4 separate regions of the Zea mays genome follow, and all the other regions are linked to region 1. Evidence: chromatin contacts called from public Hi-C data. All regions are on one chromosome and are shown on one strand. Each heading gives the region's core, a stretch centred on a gene start, on an enhancer-like site or on the middle of the called end of the contact. The rest is flanking DNA. Distances are from core to core; before and after follow the strand shown.

Evidence for each region. A called contact is a pair of places that touch in the nucleus more often than the background predicts.
Region 2: a contact with region 1 is called in a Hi-C map of leaf, with 7 times the contacts expected there. The contact joins the promoter of LOC100501120 here to the promoter of LOC103653854 in region 1. A contact is called at or near these places in 2 of 25 Hi-C or Micro-C datasets (both in leaf).
Region 3: a Hi-C map of leaf shows a contact between it and region 1, with 6 times the contacts expected there. The contact joins the promoter of LOC103653855 here to the promoter of LOC103653854 in region 1. A contact is called at or near these places in 6 of 25 Hi-C or Micro-C datasets (ear, leaf, seedling and 1 more).
Region 4: a Hi-C map of leaf shows a contact between it and region 1, with 1.8 times the contacts expected there. The contact joins the promoter of LOC100384180 here to the promoter of LOC103653854 in region 1. A contact is called at or near these places in 3 of 25 Hi-C or Micro-C datasets (ear and leaf).

The regions. Positions count from the first base shown.
Region 1 is chr4:155,942,302-155,945,184 of Zm-B73-REFERENCE-NAM-5.0, forward strand. LOC103653854 (probable serine/threonine-protein kinase PBL19) reads right to left here and starts at 1,467. Exons shown (of 4, transcript XM_008680666.3): 1 at 374-1,467; 2 at 1-65. The coding sequence starts at 841.
Region 2 is chr4:156,195,039-156,197,921 of Zm-B73-REFERENCE-NAM-5.0, forward strand. LOC100501120 reads right to left here and starts at 1,380. Exons shown (of 1, transcript NM_001195931.1): 1 at 29-1,380. The coding sequence starts at 619. The coding sequence ends at 71. It overlaps LOC111591453 (small nucleolar RNA snoR2/U65), which reads left to right and starts at 1,298; the gene lies at 1,298-1,447. It overlaps LOC111591496 (small nucleolar RNA SNORD14), which reads left to right and starts at 1,491; the gene lies at 1,491-1,609. LOC111591493 (small nucleolar RNA SNORD14) reads left to right here and starts at 1,755; the gene lies at 1,755-1,874.
Region 3 is chr4:156,130,221-156,133,103 of Zm-B73-REFERENCE-NAM-5.0, forward strand. LOC103653855 (SNF2 domain-containing protein CLASSY 3) reads left to right here and starts at 1,398. Exons shown (of 4, transcript XM_008680667.2): 1 at 1,398-2,883. The coding sequence starts at 1,630.
Region 4 is chr4:155,753,103-155,755,985 of Zm-B73-REFERENCE-NAM-5.0, forward strand. LOC100384180 reads right to left here and starts at 1,437. Exons shown (of 9, transcript NM_001321804.1): 1 at 908-1,437; 2 at 1-77. The coding sequence starts at 1,387.

The DNA.
Region 1 (2,883 bases), core at 217-2,716:
CTGACGAGATTTGGGTGCTCAACAACCCCCAGGAAATGGACTTCTGCCAACCATTGCTTGTGGCCCTGATCAAGTCGGGAGCAGGAACAGAAAACTCTTGAGACTTGGATGCAGATAGATATGCCAGAATGAGATAACCTTGAACTTCTGAAATGAAATAGGGATAGCAAAATGATAGATACTTCACAGACCCATTAGCGAAATGAATTGTACAGAGTCATGCAAGGTACGGTCCATTTCACCCACACACAGAGGGAGATAATGTATATGGTAGGCAAATATGCTGTAAAAATGCTGACGAATTCGTGATCAACAACGACAAGATGGTATTGACACAGGTGAGCCAAGAAACCACCGATCCACACGACCATACCTGATGACCATTGGGATTGAGTTTTTTTATGGCAACTACCGTGCCGCCGGCGGGCCCGCCAGGAAGGCGGACGACGCCCTTGTAAACGCTCCCGAAGCCGCCCTCGCCGACCTTGAGCAGGCGGCTGAAGTCGCTGGTGGCGGCCCGGAGCTCCCGGAACCCGAACTCCCGGAGGCTGCTGGCTCCCCTCTCCTCGTACAGCTCCGGGATGCTCCGCGCCGACGACACCGAGGCCGAGCCCGATGACTTGGTCGCCTCCGGCCGCATGACCGCGCTGGAGTCCTCGGAGTGGCTCGTGACGACGGCCGACGACGCCGTGGAGAAGGTGAGGTTGGATGGCGCGCCCGTGGAGACGGTGGACGGGAACGAGGCGGCCGCCGGGGACGCCGGCGCCGTCGACCCCTCCCGGCGCTTCTCGCCCTTGCCCCTCTTGGTCCTGCAGCCGCTGAAGCAGCGGAAGCAAGACATCGCTTGGAGTTGGGGCAAGACGGCGGCAGGGCCTCAGCTCAGCTCCTGGCGGCTGCTTCTTGTCTCGTCTTCTCTATCGCCTCCACCTCACCGCCTCAAACTATGGTGAGGTCCTCCAACAATCGCGACAGGAACAGAGCCTCTCGTTTCCTCCCTTCCCGGAACAAGGACATCTCGCGCAGCTCTTAGAAACGAAACCGATCAAACGCAAACTTTTGATAAGAAAAAAAAATGGACTCTTGGCTGGCGGTTTGACGGTGCAGGAACGGCGGGTACGGGGAGGCGGCACAGGCCCAGCGAAGACGTCAAAAGATTGGAGCAGGATTGTTTGACGGGACGATGCACTCCCTCGAGTCCATGGTGAACAGGAAGCTGGGAAACACAGAGGAATTAGCCCACGCTTCTCTCTTTCTCGTAGGCATAGGGAAGCGAGGAAGCTGATAGGGACGGAGGTAAATGGAAGCGTAGATCACGCTCGTAAGCCTGTGCAGGAAATGATAAGAAATCAGGAGCAGTCAAACCAAAGGTTCTTGGAGAGCGACGGAAGAGGAGATTGGTGGGGATGCAACTGCAAACTGCAATCAACCCTCGCCCCCCAACTGCGTACTTTTGACTTCTTCAAATGGTCGTCTTATCCAATCTCTACGCTGCCGGGTTAGGGCTCGTTCGGTTATTTTCAATCCATATGGATTAGAGGGGATTGATACGGATTGGGAGAGATTTTGACTTACTAGGGATTGAAACCCTCTAAATTCCCCTCAATCCATATGGATTGGGGTAGAACCGAACGAGCCCTTATGGTTTACCAGAACTTGTTTAGTTTGTTGCCTACCTTATCGTACTTTATCTAACTTTTTATGTATAAGATTAGTTCTTTAATTTAGATAATTAATTTTAGCTAAAGCGTGACATAGTTAGCCACGTACTAACAAGCCTTAATATTTGTACTAAACGCTACGATCATAAGGAGAGAAGAGACTGATGGCGACAGAGTCATAGGGAAGGGACGAGGTAGTGACTTAAGAGGGATGAGAGAGAAAGATGGTACAAATAATACTAGTTATTTATATAATTTGAATGGGTAAGAGAGTAAATGGCAACGATTTGAACCATTAATTTAAATTGATAGATTATACATAGTTTAAACTCGCTAGGGTTCAATCCGTTTGTCGGGTACCATAATTAGGGGTACCCCAACACTCCTAAACGCGGTTGGTAACCACCATGAGCGCAAGCTACAGAGACTGATGGGCACGATTTAGGTCAAGGCTTCGTCTACTCAAGGGACGCGATCTCGCCTCGCCCGAGCCCAGCCTTGGACGGAAACAGAAGTCCTAGACGAATTCACACCTCGCCCGAGGGCCCCCTCAAGCAACGGACACACCCTCGACTCGCCCGAAGCCCAGCTCGGGCAGGCTTCGCAGTGAAGCAACCTTGGACAGATCGCCTCACCAACCGACCCGTATCGCAGGCGCATTCAATGTGAGGATCGCCTGACACCTTATCCTGACACACGTTCCTCAGTCGGCAAGGCCAAAGTGACCGCAGTCACTTCGCCCTTCCACTGACCGACCTGACAGGAAAACAGCGCCGCTTGCCCCGCTCCGACTGTTGTGCCACCCGCCAGGGTGAGGCTAACGACAGCTAAGTTCAGCCTCAGGCGCAACAGGGAGCTCCGCATCGCCCGACCTAGGGCCTCGGCCTCAGGAGGAGGTCTCCGACTCGCCCGACCCCAGGGCTCGGCCCCCGCTTCGGCCTCTGGAGGAGGTCTCCGCCTCGCCCGACCCCAGGGCTCGGCCCCCGCCTCGGCCTCGGAAGGTGGTCTCCGCCTCGCCCGACCCCAGGGCTCGGCCTCAACCTCGACCTCGGGAGGAATCACGTCCTCGCCCGACCCCGGGCTCGGCCTCAGGAGGAGTCTCCGCCTCGCCCGACCTTGGGCTCGGACCGACCGTGCCGCGGGGGATACATCATTACCCTACCCCTAGCTAGCTCAGGCTACAGGGGAACAAGACCGGCGTCCCATCCAGGCTCCCCCCGGTAAC
Region 2 (2,883 bases), core at 130-2,629, 250 kb after region 1:
GCTTCTACTGTAATCCCCGCATCGCCGCCGAGCTTTAGGTTCAGAGCACCTCGCCTCATTCCATCCCACGTCAAGCTAGATCTGCCGGCTCTAGGCTTAGAACACATCCGGATAATGGTGGATGCATCGTTCTTTCTGTTCGTCGTAAGCAGTTCTTTGTATCAAGTGAGATGGCAGTGACGACTCGGTAAAATTCAAGCTCAACAGACCAAATCACAGGTCTCTCTCTACATGAGATCGATCTGTATGCCGATTTTCCCGCTGAACTGAGCCATCTAATTTTTCTCTGCTTATTTGCTATTCGGAATATTTTCTCTCTACATGAAATCCCCGTTTGCTTTTTTTCCCCATCGGAGGGTGGAACATATTGTTGCGATGAGGATACCAAGCTCCCTCTTCTGAAAGCAGTGAGGACACTTGCCGGCAGAATCGAACCAATAACCTTATTGCCACCACTGAGTAACAGCAGATCTCCAATCTTGTTTTGTTTGTTTTTCTTGGTCCGTATTTTGGCTTTGGATGGTGAAGATCTACTGATGCATAATCCAACACTTGATCCGATGCCGGCTTCTGCCGAGCGTGTGATGCACGGACATCTCTGCATCTGAATCCTTGACATCTTTTGCTGTAATGGTTTTCATTGTTTTGGTCTCTCTCGGTGCTTTTGACGTTGTGTCGTTGAACTGTCCTTTTTTTACCCTTTGTATCAAATGATGAAACATCAGAACAATCTTAGGACACCTTCTGACACAATGCTGGTAGCACTGTGAGTGAGAAGGCAATTCTTTGCTGATGGTACTGCAACCACTCCATGATTCTGCCCTTCATTTTCGTTTTTGTCTCTCTGGTCTTCAGCATTGATTGCTCGAGATAGTTATCTTTACAACCTTGCATTGCCACCTGATCTGTACATAAGCCAATGATGATTAGCTATTACATCTGGAATTACCGTCAGATTTACTCGTGACGAAAATCGTCTGGCTTTCTGAGGCATATTAAGTGTATACGTATCATACTTAAATCTGATCGTGTAGACGTAGTTGCAGTCCAATAATCCCAATGAGGATCTCAAGACCGACCGATAGGAAGTGCCGTTTGACACTGTAAGCAACAGCTGCTTCCTCCGGCTGCAGGTGTCTATCCTCCGACCATAACCTTTGTGGTTTGGTCTGGGATGGAGCACCCATCTGTGGTTCTTGGATTCTGGCTGTGGTGTGTGATTTAAATCGGGTCTCTGAGGGATTAGAGCAACTATTCAATACCTTTCAGTTTGTGAACTGTAATGAAATGGAATTTGGGCCTGATGCCACGTCTCTGTTAACCACGGCATTGACCAGAGATGCTATGATTGGGCCGAAACGAAGTTTTTTTTAACGTTTCACGTGTTGATAGGAACCTGGGACTGCTTCTCTATCTGTCCGCAGGGCCGGTTAATGTGATTATAATGTCATGCGCCATTTTTTTTGAATTTTGTTTGGATGCATAGTGTATGGCGATGATGAAAAAGCTAAGGCTTGTTTCTCAACATTCGCAGTAGCCGCCCAAGAGCTTTCGCCTTGCCGGGCTTGAGAGCTAGTGCTGTTAATTCCTTCCTTGGATGTCTGAGCCATACATATTTCTGTTTGTGGTTTGTTTCTCTTAATTCCAGTTGGTGCTTATGGTGCAAAGCAACAGTAAGTTTTTCTGCGTAAGATTTGTTATTTGATTTGGCCGAATAACTTCGAGAACCATACAGACTAATCTGTGTATGGTGTGCCCGATGATGATAGAAGTCAAGGCTTGTTTCTCTACATTCGCAGTTGCCGCCTAAGAGCTTTCGCCCTGCCAGGCTTGAGAGCTAATGCTGCTAATTCCTTCCTTGGATGTCTGAGGGCACAATAATGCCAGATAATTTTGCTTTGAAATCTGTTTAACTGTTGTTACCCTGGTTTTATAGTTTTAATTATTAAATTTTATTTTATTTGAAGGATTTGTAAGAGTATGCAGGCTTTGTGGGAAGATTTTATAAGAACATGCGAGGTTCGTTTGAAGAATTTAACTGGTTTCTATGGATAAAAGCCAGCTTGTGTGGACTGTTTCATCTGCAATCTCTGTAGAAGCAACCAACAGAGTACGGATTAAAAGCCAAGTGAATAGACTGTATGATGTAAATTCTGTTGTAGATCTTCATAGGTCCCATTGTTAACACTATAAATATGTTAATCCTCCATGCGGCTTTCCTAAAAACTTTATCCAGTTGTTTACGCTACTTCACCGAACTTACTGTAGCCTCTCCCACCAAGTACAATGACATGTTCATGAAGCTGAAAAACTTAACAATCAGTGAGTGTTCAGAATCATCATGCATGTTACATGCTCTGCTTTGGTGGAGGATGAAAACCAACGGACAGCTTGACATTGGCCGGATCACTGAACTTCTGCTGTTGCCTGATTTCAGAATGGATCATGGATTTGAGCATTGATGGAGTACAGCCAAATCCACCGTTACTGGCATCCAACGCTTGTGCTTACCGACCAAAACAATAAAAAACAGACGCAGAATCGGTCTAAGAAATAGGATAGACACTGCTGCCTTCTCTGATCTCATATCAAAATTCTCTGATACTGTAATCTCAAAAATTCTGCTGCCTTCTCAGAATCCGGAAATATAAGCTCAAAAATTATAATTGGGATGGCTAAATTCATGCGTAAGTTATTGCCATAGGGTACGGAATAAAAGCATCAACAATCAGCTAACAGATTCGTCAGAACATATGATCCAAAATTACTACTCTTAAATATGAGCTTCATTACGCCAACAGTTCGTCAACATTAAGATCAGTACTTTGTATATTAACATCAATTTACAAATGTGGTATAAAAAATACCGTTAATAGTTGTGTT
Region 3 (2,883 bases), core at 148-2,647, 190 kb after region 1:
CCCTTAACAATTACTTCTTCTATATCGCTGAGAGACGACTGACATAAGTGTAGGCCTGAACCTTGATGAGGCTCACATATCTCAATATTGATGCTGGCAGGTACTTAGCGCTGCTGCTTCTCATGTTATGACCATGTGAGCCCTCTTCTTTTGTTCCAGTCTTCTTCTCTGTTGCAGTCTACAATAAAAGAAAAGACTCACATGTCTCAAACAGTGATGTTGTCCCACTACTTGAATTACACTGGTAGCCATCAATGCGTTGGTTGTAGTCTATTTCACTACGTGTATACGGTGCAAAATATATTTTCATATGTTATCAAAATCTTGATTCCTTGTGACCGTTTGTAGGCTACAATGTTTTTGTTGGCCACTATCCATGGTTCTACTCCACAGTTTTGAATGGAATTCAGGGCCTATTTAGTTCCTTACCTCACTTGTCATAGTTTGTCACACCTAAGGTTAGTTAGGTTAGACATTCAAATTCTAAGCCACAGTTTGTCCCGTTTAAGATAATATTGCCACACTTTTATAAGTCATTGACAAGTGGGATCTAAGCAGCAGGAGAAATTTTTTGCCACAACTGTAGATACAAATCAAACACATGTATAACTTGGTCAAACTTGCTTAACCTTAGACGTAGCAAATTGTGGCAACTGTGGCAGCAAACCAAATAACCCAAAATATATGGTTATTTTTGGCACCTTAAGGCTATTCTCAATGAGAGTTTCATACTCGTTAAATGTGGTGACACATTATTACACTTGGTGACATGACGGTACAATAATGAGAAGAGATATAGAAATAACTTCATATGAGATGGTAGACTATGGGTGCGTTTGGTTCAGCTTTGGGTTGTCTGCTGTGAAAAAGTTATGAGAAAAAAGCTGAAAATTGTTTGGTTCAAACTGATGTGAGTTATCTACTATAATCAAACTACATATTGTTTATATGTACTTTGTATTACTATATCACTTAATGAATATATCTAATTTTAAAATTAATTTTATATTGGTGTTTCTGATATTTTTATATATAAATCAATTTTGTAATTCTATTTTTAATAATTTTTTATTAAAAATATTTATTTTATTTCTTATAACACTTAATTATTTTAAAAACATATTTTATTTCTATTTGTCACATCTATTTATTAATATAATAAACTTGGATAACCAGCAAAAGCAGAGTCCATGCTACTTTGAAATGTGTACTACAGAAAAGCTGCTTTTTAATGCAGCTGCAGAAAAGCTGAACTCCTTTGGTTCAGTTTCTGCTTTTTCAGAAATAAGTTTAAAAAGCTGAACCAAACGTACCGTATACATACACGGTTACCTAGTTTAAATTTTATATGATAGCATTAAAAATAGTGCATTGAAACTCATCACTTAGAATGAGTATGCTCCAAAGAGTCCATAGTAGGCTAGGAGAGATACGCTGCTCGAGATAGTCTGATACTCTGTAGCGACCCTGACAGATGGGGTCGAAAGCGCGCGGCGAGAACGTTTCCTTTTCCCAGCTCTGGTTTCCTATTCTACACGCGCGCTCCCTGCACAGAAACCCACCCATCGAGAGCAAAACCACCTCTTCCGCTCACCGCGCTGCGCCGCTTCGTCCCCCCCACCTCCGTCGATGCCCGCGCCGCCATCAACAGAGGCCGGGCGGAGCCGCACCATGACACGCGTGATCATCCTCCTCGATAGCGACAAAGAAGACGACGGCACCGGCCGCCAAGCCGGGCGCGAGCTTGGTGGCGCCGCGATCGCCTCCGCGGGCGAGGCCTCGAAGCTCGTCAAACCAGAGGTCGTCGACGATGTGGGCTCCAACCCGGTGCGTCCTGGGGCGCTGCCTACCTCGCTACGGGTACAAGGCCATCGCGCGCCGTCCTCGCCGTCGCCGGTCCCCGCGGCGGTTCGGAAGCAGCCCGAGATTATCGCCATCTCCGACGAAGACAATGACGGTTCCCGATTCCGGCGCGTGAGGCGCGTCAAGGACGAGGCTTCCGATTGGGTTCTTTCAGCGAAGGCGAAGCGCGCCATGGTGTCGGGTGTGCCCCCCGGAAGCTCCGACGTGAAGAGGAAGCGGAAGAGAGGATCGTCCGGCGCTGGCGACTTTCACGCGTTGGACCGGAATTTGAGCGCTTCAGGGGCTGGTCGTCGCACGTCGTGGATGGCCGAAGACGCCGGGAGCTCCAGGAATGTGAGTAGTAGCGAGTTAAGCAGAGGAGGCGTGGGTGACCGGTCGGGTTCGACCAAGAAGGCCAGGGGTGCACCGGGAAAGACGAGGCGTGGAGGGGGTACGAGAAGAGAGAGGAGCACTAGTGCGGCACCGGCCAACTTGGTTGGAGGGAGTGCAACGGTTGGGTCGCGGATCCGGTTAAGGTCGCGTCAGCAGGGGAGAGTGCAGTGTGCTACATACTCTGCTCGAGTGTCGTCCGAGGACACGGGGGAGGACGAAAAGCATATGCAGGAGCAGACAAGAGTGGAAGATGTGGAGTTCATGGAGGTGGATGATGATTATGACGACGTCAACGTGGCTGGCAATGTCATAGATCAAGAGAGTGAGCAGGACGAGGCTCTGGAAGGAAGGAGCAGTCAGGATAGCCATGGCTATAGCGAGGACAAGGAGGGCAAAGACTCTGCTGCTTTGAGTGATAATGAGGAGGATGTGGGGGGAAAGGAATTGTTGGAAGAGGAGGAGGAAGGTGCCGATCAAGAAGAAAGTCATATCATCTACGATGGTGAAGGAGAACAAGAAGAGGACGCATCTGAGGAGGAAACACAGGAATTGGATGAAACAGGGGAGGCGCAGCCATTCAATCCTAGCAACACCATGGCAGGTAGCACTATGAGGTCAGGAGGCGATGGCAAGCAAGTCTTTAGGAGG
Region 4 (2,883 bases), core at 187-2,686, 190 kb before region 1:
ACACGCCATCCCTTGCTTCTAGCTCTCATAAGCATATGCCTTACATATGTATCATCACTTCCACCTGTAAGACCAGGCTGGAAAGAAATCAAACTTACATTAGGCTTGTATATAAGCAAAACAAAAAAATAAGAAATTGAAAGTTAGTTGGCTCCACACCCTTTTGCTTTGCTTCAGGTGAAAATTCTTTTGTGGTCATTTAATTTCATTTGTATCTTATAGTGAATTTCAACTATAACTCAATTCCAAACGATTATAAGAAATTGTATCCTTGGATGAAACTTGCGCACTCTACATCGAGCTGAAGAACACAAGTGCTGAAACATGTTCCAGACCTGATCCTGTTAGCATGGTATGGACGTTGGTTCATCATGTGAATATGCTGAGACTACACAATATAAACAGATTATCCAATTGGAACCAAACACCTATTTCGTCAAAAACTCATAACAGTGATCTCTAGCATTTCTATTTGTTGCTCACTTGATGCACTTGTGCCGCCAGGACACCAATTGTAACATATCAATTAAGCAAGTTGCATTCAAGCCACGGGCTGTCTGATGGTGAGGTACCATCTAAAACTCCCAGCTAACTCATTTTGCTCCCCCAAACTGAAATGAGCTGTAGATCGCTTGCAGCCCTGCTAGAATATACTAACATTTCCAAAATAGACCATAAAATTTTAATTTCGTCACATCATGCTGTAGGTAGCATTGACATTGATTTACACTACACATATGAGCTCATTCGCATCTCATAACCTCAATTCCAAAGATAAACGAAGCCATAACCACAGACATCATTGACGCTTATTCGCTTAAAAGAGCACGCACTACACCTCCTGCGTGTGCAGTGCAGTCAGTTCTGCAATGGGCCGCAAGCGCCGAGCGGGTAAGGAGCACCGTACCAAGAGTATAAGCACCGGAGCATCATTCGGAAGCACACGGTCGTCGCCAGAGACCCAGTCGAGCGCGACGGCTCCGTCGTCAGGGGCGCGGAGGCACTCGCGCCGCAGCTTAACGGCGGGGAGCGATCGCGTGAGCGCAGCGAAGATGGTCTCGACGTGTCGGTTCGACGCGAGTACGGGGAAGGCACGGTACGGGGCGCGGAGGCTGGCGAAGCCTGAGAGGAGGCCCCGGCGGGCGCCCGCGATCTCGAGGGTCGAGTGCGGGAGCGGGGCCGCCTTCACCTGTTCCCCAGTGCCGGAGCTGGGGCTTGGGGCGGAGGCGGATACGGCGGCGTAAGACATGGCAGCGGCGGGGAGGACGGAGCGGAGGCGAGGGGCGAAGCGGCGGTTTGAGGCGAAAAATGAGGATGGCGTGAGGGCGGCGGTGGCTATCGGATTCATTTCCTCTGTGGCTCTGTTGATTTGTTGCCAGTTGTCCATTCGGCTTTGGACTCTCCTGCTTTTCGAGGTTCGAGCTGCTGTCTGACTGTCTCTCGTCACGTGTGTGGGGGCACGGAGGAGCCAAGTATTATACTATCATCGGTGGTAGACGCACATTCGTTGGCTTGCCGCTTGCCTCACCTCATAAGTTAAGGCCGCGTTCCTTTGTTCCAACTTGAAGACAGGTATATTTTTTCAATCTAAGCCCGATAGAGTGGATTCGGGTGTTTCACTAAAACCTATAAAGGCTTGATTTGGTTTGATTCCAGGTGATTATAGGTGTGGCTCTAATCCAAGTCGTTGAGTGGGTAAAAATGTCTGGTTTCATTCTGGAATGGCTTGGTTTCATTATAGAACAGGTCTATCCGAACAACCATTTTAGATTGGTTCTGATTTAAATCCAGATCAAATAATTCCGGATGGAATCGGCCGTGTTCCATATCGTTCCGTCAAAGCCGAACGAGGCCTAAGTTAGTTTCATCTTGTCTAAGGATGACAATGGATCAGATTTGAATCGAGTAGAGAAAATGATTATATAACTATACCTACGGAGATTACTTGTGTCCACCCATGAGGTTATGACTATATATGTTGGTCACTTGTTTTTGGCTCTTGAGAAGATACCAAAAAAACAAGGCAAGACATTACGAGTTTCTCTCTTCACTTAACCCTTTTTTAAAGATTAATTCAAAAAAGAAGCTAGAAAGTATGAAAATGTGTTGATAGAAACAATGTATAACTCATGAAAAGTAAATGGATTACTCATTTGAATGTGTTATCACTTTGTTTATATTCTTTTATAATACATTAAATGATTACACTTGTACCTTCGGCCTTTCAATGAATAGCACGAAGACATGAGAAAAGTACAACTTCGTAGTCACTCTGATCCAAAAAGCTTCGTTACGCATGACGTTGTTCCTCTATTTATAGTCGTGAGGTACAACTTTGTATGAAATTACAAACATGTCCTCCAACCATATACATGTCAACCACAAATATCATGAGGGTAATATTGTACTTTTCCATCTTTGTATCTTGCTGATCATGTATTCTGCATTCTTTAGCTTCTTCGATTCATAAACTGTCATGCATCATCCGAAGCTTCCTCCTTCAGCTTTGGTTGGCTTAACGCTCCCGCATACTTGAATATTCTTAACTTCGTCCTTTTATCAGCTTCGGGTCGATGACGAAGATGAATATGCTTACTTAAGGTTGCTTTTTAATGAAGCTAATACTTCATAGTCCTTCGACGATGAAGGCCTTCCCCCCAACAGCAGGCCCTCACGGAATAAGGTCGTTTTCATAGCGAGCTCAAGCCACGATGTATCAGAGAACCTTATGCACGAGGTCCAAAAAACACCTTCTCAGGGCTCGTTATTGGAAACGGCGTAATTAAGCACTTAGAAATAGATAGATGTAAGTTTGCGGTCCACCGGACAACGAGAAGGTGAGATTGTGACCTCTCATGTTCTGCACCCGCTTCTTGTATAAAA